3 separate regions of the Mus musculus genome follow, and regions 1 and 3 are each linked to region 2. A link is a contact called in public promoter capture Hi-C data. All regions are on one chromosome and are shown on one strand. Each heading gives the region's core, a stretch centred on a gene start, on an enhancer-like site or on the middle of the called end of the contact. The rest is flanking DNA. Distances are from core to core; before and after follow the strand shown.

Region 1 (2,700 bases), core at 50-2,549, 200 kb before region 2:
CTACTGACTAAACTCCCCCTCCAACCCCATAATGTAATTTTTAAGAAAAAAAAATGAAAACAGGTCTACTGGGGTCATTAGTGTCCAGCAGTTTTCCTGAAGTTTATTTCAGTATTACTTTAGCATTCGGCAGAGATATGGCTTACTTGAAAGCCACACCTTTGACACTGTGTCTGTGCTTAGATCCTTAGATCTCCAAGCCTTTAGGTGAGCACATTCCTAAGCATCTATGAGCCACAAATTATAAACTACACCATCTGATTCTCCTGCTAGCTGGGTCAGGTGAGCGGGCGAGGCAGGCTGGAGATAGCGATTCTGGCATTATATATATCAGCTTTCTTCTTGGAAGCAGTGAGTCTCAGCGACTAGACTGTGGTGAAGTGCTTCTGGGTGGGCTGTCCCTGCCTCTGCTCTGCTCAAGAGCAGCAATGAGGTCCCCGAACTAATAGAGAACAATTTGAAAGTCTGACTGGAAATCCAGCTTTTACAATGAAATCTTTTGACCGGCTGGAATGAATCATTAAAATGTCCCTAAACCCAAATAAATCTCCACTGGAAGCCAACCGTGGCCCACGGGCCCCCGATCTGTGGCTCAGGCGAAGCCTTGCTGGCACAGATCCTTCCTGAATTAACAGTTTACCCTCAAACCCTGCATTCGGAAGGCAGCACATATTCCCCAAACCACCCCACATCCTCAGTGTTACTACGTTGTCTCTGTAGGTCACTCCTGCTTTAAGTTAAGAATCCGCTTTTAAAAGAGGCAGATAAGAAATGTTCTCTTATCATCCTTTGAGTTCCTGTGATCGAGGTAAGCTCGTGATCTATTTCTACAATATTTGTGTTACAAGAAGCTGAATGAATTGATCTGTCTCAGAAACAATGAGCTCCTTAACTTCTAGGGCAAAAAAAGGCAAGGAAAGTAAAAGCCATCTCATCATGAAAGCAAGGAGCCTGAGCATAAATACACACAGAGCTTCTCCCCTTTAACAGATGATGCAACTCTCCCTGCAGTGATCAGAAAGAAGTGGGAGCAGAGTGTCCCTTTCATATACAGTTGCGGACAATTCGACAGTATTAGCTGATAGTAGTGTGCCAGGTTTTATTCTCATCTTGATTCTATTCCCATTACAGCAATTAAAAATCAACAGCTCAAAATAGCATGGGCTTCTACCCTTCTGTAAAGTAGGAGTGCTACACAGCCTGCCTTGGTTGAAATCATGTGCACAGGGCTGTGCTCCTGAGGCCTGGGGCAGAGGCTGTGTCAAGCTTTCTCCTCCTTCTGAGGCAGCCTGTGTTCACGCCCCCCTCACAGATGTCTGTGCTTCAACTCCCTCACAGTCTCTGAATTCACAGCTCTCTCTGACCACAGCTAGGGGAGAAATCTTCTAATGACTCATATGACAGGAGGCCCACCTCGACAATCCAGGGTGATTCTCTGTTTTATGGTCCTTAACCTTACTCACATCTTAAAGGTCCACTTTGCGATGGCAAGTCCCAGATTCTCAGGGCTGCAGATGAAGGTGAATGACATAGCCGGGTACCACAACTGGCTTCCTCTGGAGTCCTTGTGTTCAGTTCTCATGTTAATCCCTTACCATGATTCCTCTCATGTACTTAAAAACAACATGCAGTGAGTGTCATGTTCTGTTTTAAAGGTGGAGAGATTGAGGTAACCTGCCCAAGAGCATATCCAATTCAGCACAGAACAACGACGAAAAATTAAGAGGCTTAACTAAGATGTCAGGAATGAACTAAAATGCCACCAAATGCTCATGGGGAGAAGTGGGCCAGAAAGAGCATGTCATTTGATTTGACTAAATTAGCAAAATGGTACAGACCTTGTAATCATATTCTACTTTCTGCTGGTGTTATTCTTGTCTTCTTCATATTTAATGGATGGATAGAAGGATGGATGGATGGATGGATGGATGGATGGATGGATGGATGGATAGATGGATGAAGGATGGATGGATGGAAGGATGGATAGATGGATGGATGGATGGATGGATGGAAGGAAGGATGGATGGATGCATGGATGGATGCATGGACATACACAAATGAATCTTTTTGAAAACACACCTCAGTTATTTAATCAATGCAGGTATATTCTGAAAACTTGGAAGAGGAGTTTTCATCACTGCCCACTGAGAATCTGCGCTGTGGAGGTCCACGACAGGCAAGTACCCTGTCTTTTTGAGAGTGAAATTCTTCTCCCTTTAAAGGAGGTTGCACTGGCTGTGGAAAGTGCGGTCAATTAAATAAACAAGTTTTCATCGAAAACCAATAGCATGTGGTAGAAACAAAGTGCCAACACTTCAGCACAAACTTCCATGGGGCTGCAGGGATGTGCGACTGTTGTAGAAACCGTAAAGCATGCCTTTGCTTTCCTACAAGACGGCTTTATCCCTTGCAATTCTATGCTCACTAAAGTTACTGCTACCACGCAGCCTTGCATCCTGCCCTTCTTATTTCTTAAAATGTTTTCTTACTTCTTCCTGTCTTAAAATGACCTTTCATCTTAAAACAAAACAAAACTGAAAAAAAACCCTTAATTTTTCCTTTTTAATATATTTTTATTGATTTTCCTAGACTATCTTGTGATCCTCACAGATCTGCCCCCCACCTTCCTGCCTACCAAGCTTCATTTTCTCTCCCCTCTACCTTTCTCTTTCTCAGAAACAAAACATGAAAATCGAGACA
Region 2 (2,700 bases), core at 41-2,540:
GAAATGATTTCAAAATAATCGTAGCAGTAGCATTGCCTTCCCCTCGCCGCTGATCGGCACGGGAGAATGGGGAGCGCTCCATGGTAACCGTGCTTCAAGTACAGACATGTGCAGTAAAAATACCATAAAGGAATTCCTCTGGTCAGGCACCACAGCGCCGAAACTTTGGGAGGTCAGTATTTTAACCAAGATTGAGCTATCTTGTTTCCTTCCCAAATCCATTCCACCCAAATGAGGCGTTTGTGTTACAATTTATTGTTCCCTAGACGCCCAAATCACCCATCTGCCTCTGGAGTTTCTAGTCGGTAATTAAGGCACTATCCATTAGAACCACCAAGTGCACCAAGTAAGGAGGAGGAAAAGGAGTGCGAGGGGGAGGAGGGGAGGAGAAAGAACCCACTTAAAAAGAGTCAGACCCTGAGCTCACAGAGACCCCCTCGCCCCAGCTGGGACTCTCCGCCCGCTCCGTGCAGCGTGCAGCGCCAAGCCAAGTTACCAGAAGCCGCAGAGCCAGCTCCCCGCAACACACATGGGGCTCCACACTGGGCCATACCTTGGAAGAGGAAGGCTTTCGTCCCATTATGCAGTCCCGGGACTTGGCGCACTCCATCTGTAGACTCCCCAAGTTCTAACTCTGTTAAGACGTCAATCTGTAGGGAGGGGTCCACACCAAGCCCCCAAACTGGTGGGAGTGGGGAAGGGTAGGAAAGAAAGAAAGAAAGGGGGCCATTAAAACGCAAGCTTCTACAGCAGCAAAGAAAGCACGCGTCTTGGCGACGATATTGGAAGTGCTGACAAGAGGCAACTCGCTCCTCCACAGGGAGAGCCTTACCTGGACGCGCTGTCAAGCTTAAAATAGCAGAGCGCTGGGTCCCATCTCCTGACCTACTTTAAGCCCCTCTCTGTGCAAAGTTCCCCCTCAGCCACAGACCCTAAGGGTGTGACCCGCCTCGCTGTCCCCAGGACAAGCACAGAAAGGACCCAAATGCAAATCCTCCAGAGCTCCCCAATCCAGAGGGACACCGGGCGGCGACCCCATGGCGGGGAACATCCCGGCCCTGCTCGGCGGCCACTCACCCGCTCCAAGCCCGAGGATCACGCAGAACGTTCTCAGTAACACCCGGGATTCCATGGCGTGCATCGTCTCAGTCCATCGTCTCCCTCTTTAAAAATAAAGATAAAAACCAAGAGGTGCTGGGAGTGAAGCGGGAAAGCCGCGCTGGCCCCTCCTGCGACCGCCTCGGCGTCGCCACCCGGGCTCAGACACCTAAGACCGAGCGGGGCGGCCCCCCCCGGGTGCGCGCCGAACTTGGAGCCGCCTCTGCGCGCATCGCTCCCGCACGCGGCGGGCCGCAGCCGGGTCAGGCTCTCGGGGACCTGCGGGGACCTGCACCGAGCAGCGCCCCGCCGAGCCACGCGGCCCGGGCGCGCACGCAGAGGAAGGGAGGCGGCTTCGGGAAAGCCGGGCCGGGCCGCCCCGCACCCGCCCGCGCTCCCGCGCCCGAACCTGTTGGAAAGGCGGAGACAATGGCGAGAGCCTGGAGCCGCCGAGACCGCTCCGGGAGGGCGGGGCGCGAGCCGGGGCGCGGGCGGGGCGGCCTCTTTTTCCCCCTGCACACGCAGCGCCTGGTCCAGCCAGCCCTGCCCGCAGAGGTCCTCAACCACCCTCGCAAGCCCGCAACCGCAGCCTCCGCTCGGGATCCTAGGATCTCAATGCCAGGTGCCAAGTTGATGGGCGGCGTTTGCACTCACCCCCTCGAAATCGGGCGCGTGTCTCCAAAGCCCGGCGAGAGAAAGGACCACCCAGCCGCAGGAGGCGAGGTTGCAAAGAAAGGCACCCGGCCGCCTCGGGCAAAAGAGGGAAGCCCTCACTTAGACACTCACGCTGCACGGCAGCCCCGGCGCAGGGCACCCCCTCCCGGGCGGGAAAAGGAACCCAGCCAAAGCACGCAAGACTCCTAGGTGAAGCTGGACAGGCGCGGGAGACCGAAGGAGATGGGTAGTGAGCAGGGGAAGCCTGGCCAGCCCAGACTGAGAGGCTTTCTGCCCAGGGCGGGGCGCTGGAGAGCCTCCAGGCGCAGACAGCACACAGAACTTAGCCAAGTGCCAGGAGCTGCTGGACAGCTCCAGAAACCTTAGAGTGCTTCCCAAATCCAAAGTCCAGGACACTACACAGCAGCAAGGGTCAAAGGGCAAGGCAAGGGGATTCTACCCACTGAGAAAAACAAGTGTCAGTACGTGTTAGAATGAATAGATGATACAGATAAGACTATGTATAGATGGATGGATGGATGGATGGATGGATGGATGGATGGATGGATGATGGTAGATGAATGGATAGATGAAGGATGGACGATAGGATGGTAGATAGGTTGATAAGTAGGTTTGTAGATACATAGTAAGATAAGTATATTTTTATTAAGTAAAAGATTGAGCCCAGGAAACTAAGAAGCCCACTCACTGTTGACCATACTCATGTAGACTTTACTCACCCCCCCTCCTCATACATTCTTAGGACTAAAAGAGTGGGATTATTTGTGATTATTAGAAGACTGAATAAATAAATTAAACATCAACGACGTGTATATTTTTCGAGTGCTACCTAAATTTTGCATTGAATTTTTAAGTCAGTTCTCTTCCATCATGGATAAGTTAGTTTCAAGAGTGAGTAAAACACCCATCTGTTTCTAGAGAGCTCTG
Region 3 (2,752 bases), core at 153-2,652, 160 kb before region 2:
CCTTATCATGAGGCACGAGGGAGACTTTTACCAGATGTGAGCAGGTGTCAGTGCCTGCTCTAGGTCCTTCACAGATTCCCCAGCAGGACGAGCCAACACAACTTCTATAACAGCAACTTCTGTTGCTTGTAAAGTAACTGGTCTTGGGTATTCTGCTGTAGCTACAGAAAATATGCTAAGGAGTATCCAGCATTCGCTTGGAATCTGCTCTTCTTTGGGGGTCTAGGGAGCTGCCCTCTGCTCTCTTTCTCCCGAAATTTTATCTATCACACTACTTTTGTAATTTTTTTAAATAAAATACTCAAATGTTCCTGAAAATTCTCTAAGTAATTCTTTCTATCTGCTCAAGGGTCATTTACATACTTAATGTTGTTGTATATCCAACTGTCACTGAATGCCACATCCACTCATATTTAAACAAATATGCCATAAACAGAACAAACCTAAGACCGTTTTCTCAACCTCTCCCTTAAGTGAGCCTCATCAACATTCACCTTCTTTTGACTCAAAGCCAGAGAATCAACTTCCACGCCTTCTTCCTCATCTCATCCACTATCACCAGTCAGTCCTCAGAACCTGGTAGTTTTACCCCACAGATGCTCTTAAGGGTACCCATTTCTCCATTACCATTTAAGTATCACCAGTTCCCAGCGGGCTGTCTTCCCCCATTTCTGCCTTACAGCTGAAGTGATTTCCTTAAAAATAGGTGACCAAAACCTTTGTGCCTCAATGAAACTCTGTTATGGATTGAAATGTTCAAGTCCTGGAACACTTTGTGCAGATACCCACGTATTGTGGGGTGCTCCCTCTACACCCCAGATTAGGCACAGACCATGCACTAAATAGTGATTTCCAAGGGCAAAATAAATGCAAAGAGATCCTTTGTTAGGCAAGGAAAAGAGAAAAGGTGGCTGAACCTGAAGTGGGCAGGACCAGGAGCAAGTAGCTTCGCCAACTGTTAATTTTAAGAAGGATAATGTGTCAGGATGTGTTGGGAAGTTCTGAGTGCGTGTTCTAATTAGGGTAGGCAACATAATGAAATTTGATTGCTGGACCTTGGTATTTGATAGCTGGACCTTGGTGATCAGCCTCAGGAATGAGTCAGGTATTACAAAGTGGCCAAATAAGGAAATAGACCTTGGTGGTTAGCTTTAGGAATGTAATCGCAAAGTTAAGCAAGGGAGAGGGAAAGGGGAGGGGTTAAGCCTGCCAGTGCCATGTTCACCATGCTCAGACCTGCCAGAGCCCTTGACTTTGTCTCCAGAGGCCATCACTATTCGGGGAGACTGTGTAACCTTTGGGATGGGGATCCTAGACGCACAAAGCAGGTCACTTACAGAGAGGCTCTTCAGGCTCGTACACTGCTTCTTTCTTGTGCCGTCTCTGCTTCCTGACTGTCTGCATCATGTACCAGCTGCTCCACACTCCTGCTGCCAACACTGAGCCACCCCGTCCCTCGAGCCTGCTCTGCGAGGAGGACGGCAGAGATCACTTTTGCTCTTTGCTTTGTCACAGTGACTGGGTCGATGAGGAGATGCGTGTGGCAGCCTTTGGCATCCAATGCTCCGCTTCTCCTCCTGCCTCGCAAGGGCACCACTGCCTCCTCCCTCTGACTCACTCGGTCTGCCCTTTATCTCCTAACGTGCTTCTTTCCTCCCAAGAAGCCTGGCCCTTCCACATAAGAGATTCCTTCTATCCCATCTAAGGCTAGCTGGCTTCACTCACCCTTCACAGTTCAGAATTAAACTCTGCACAAAATTTTCCGAATCCCAACACTTACCTAGACTGGGCTCCTAGGTAATCTATTTCTCTTTCAAGGTGCTTGTGACATGTTAGTAAAGTGTTTTTAATAATAAATTTGTTGTCTTTTCTGCCTGAGATTGTATTAGCTATGAGCATCTCCACGTATGCCTTCACATTTAGCACTAACCTTGTACAAGAATAATAAATGTTTGTGTGGTAAATAAATCAACTTTAGCATTCACTGATACTGGAGTAGCGCTGGACGGGCACACTACCGTCAAGATCAATAGCCACAATTATAGCTGCAACATTAAAACAACCTCACAGATTTAGGAAATAAAATTTATGTCACTAACAAACAATCGTTCACTTACTTTTAATGTAAAAATCTATTTTGTTTTCTTTACAGGGCAAGGCTCTAGCAAACCAGAGGGTGATAAGTAACATCAACAATCAAAATATGTATTATGTCTAAAAAGTCAATCAACAGTTAGCAACAATGCTAGGACAAAAATAGAAGGCGAATTTGTTAATAATATATATATGTGTGTATATATGTATATATATGTGTATATATATATGTGTGTGTGTGTGTGTGTGTGTGTGTGTGTGTGTGTGTGTATGCTATAGATGATAGATTGATATATAGTTAAAATATAATTTTTAAACAAGAGGAGGAGGTCATGATTTTGATTCCCAGTACTGTATAAAGCAGATGTGGCATTGCCAGACTAAACTTGTAAGGTCAGAGCTTTGGTTGGTGGTGGCATATAGTACCAGAAGTTCAAGGTCATCCCTGGCTATATAGGGACTTCAAGGCCAGACTGGGGATACATGAGACCATACCTCAAGATAACATTGAAAGACTGTTTCCCTAACGACCAATACAGTGTGAATAGCCAGAAGTACAAAAGGATTAGATGCCCTCATCTATAAAAATTTCAAAATCTCTCCAACATCTTTCCATCATTTTCTCAAGTTTTGGAGGTTACATCTTCAAATAACCAAG

The links. Promoter capture Hi-C pulls out the DNA fragments that hold promoters and counts their contacts.
Region 1: a contact with region 2 is called in a promoter capture Hi-C map of hippocampal neurons, with 6 times the contacts expected there. The contact joins the enhancer-like site here to the promoter of Nell2 in region 2. A contact is called at or near these places in 5 of 39 promoter capture datasets (frontonasal cranial neural crest, hematopoietic stem and progenitor cells, hippocampal neurons and 2 more), 3 of 115 datasets of contacts at active chromatin or transcription factors (astrocytes, embryonic forebrain and neural tube) and 2 of 9 other capture datasets (adipose tissue and embryonic stem cells).
Region 3: a promoter capture Hi-C map of hippocampal neurons shows a contact between it and region 2, with 5 times the contacts expected there. The contact joins the enhancer-like site here to the promoter of Nell2 in region 2. A contact is called at or near these places in 3 of 39 promoter capture datasets (embryonic stem cells, hippocampal neurons and maxillary cranial neural crest), 3 of 484 Hi-C or Micro-C datasets (cortical neurons, nephron progenitors and ventral hippocampal neurons), 2 of 115 datasets of contacts at active chromatin or transcription factors (embryonic forebrain and forebrain) and 1 of 9 other capture datasets (adipose tissue).

The regions. Positions count from the first base shown.
Region 1 is chr15:95,329,857-95,332,556 of GRCm38.p6, forward strand. The region is part of intron 13 of Nell2 (NEL-like 2); the gene reads right to left. Among named protein-coding and RNA genes, the nearest start is that of Gm31075, 130 kb to the left of the region's middle. Within about 2 kb of position 1,300, at least 9 of the 459 cell types and tissues checked have an H3K27ac peak or open chromatin away from gene starts, as enhancers often do. A contact at or near this core is called in hippocampal neurons, where this site is marked.
Region 2 is chr15:95,526,724-95,529,423 of GRCm38.p6, forward strand. Nell2 (NEL-like 2) reads right to left here and starts at 1,291. Exons shown (of 20, transcript NM_001356951.1): 1 at 1,078-1,291; 2 at 554-682. The coding sequence starts at 1,141.
Region 3 is chr15:95,369,724-95,372,475 of GRCm38.p6, forward strand. The region is part of intron 12 of Nell2 (NEL-like 2); the gene reads right to left. Among named protein-coding and RNA genes, the nearest start is that of Gm31370, 100 kb to the right of the region's middle. Within about 2 kb of position 1,403, at least 45 of the 459 cell types and tissues checked have an H3K27ac peak or open chromatin away from gene starts, as enhancers often do. A contact at or near this core is called in cortical neurons, forebrain and hippocampal neurons, where this site is marked.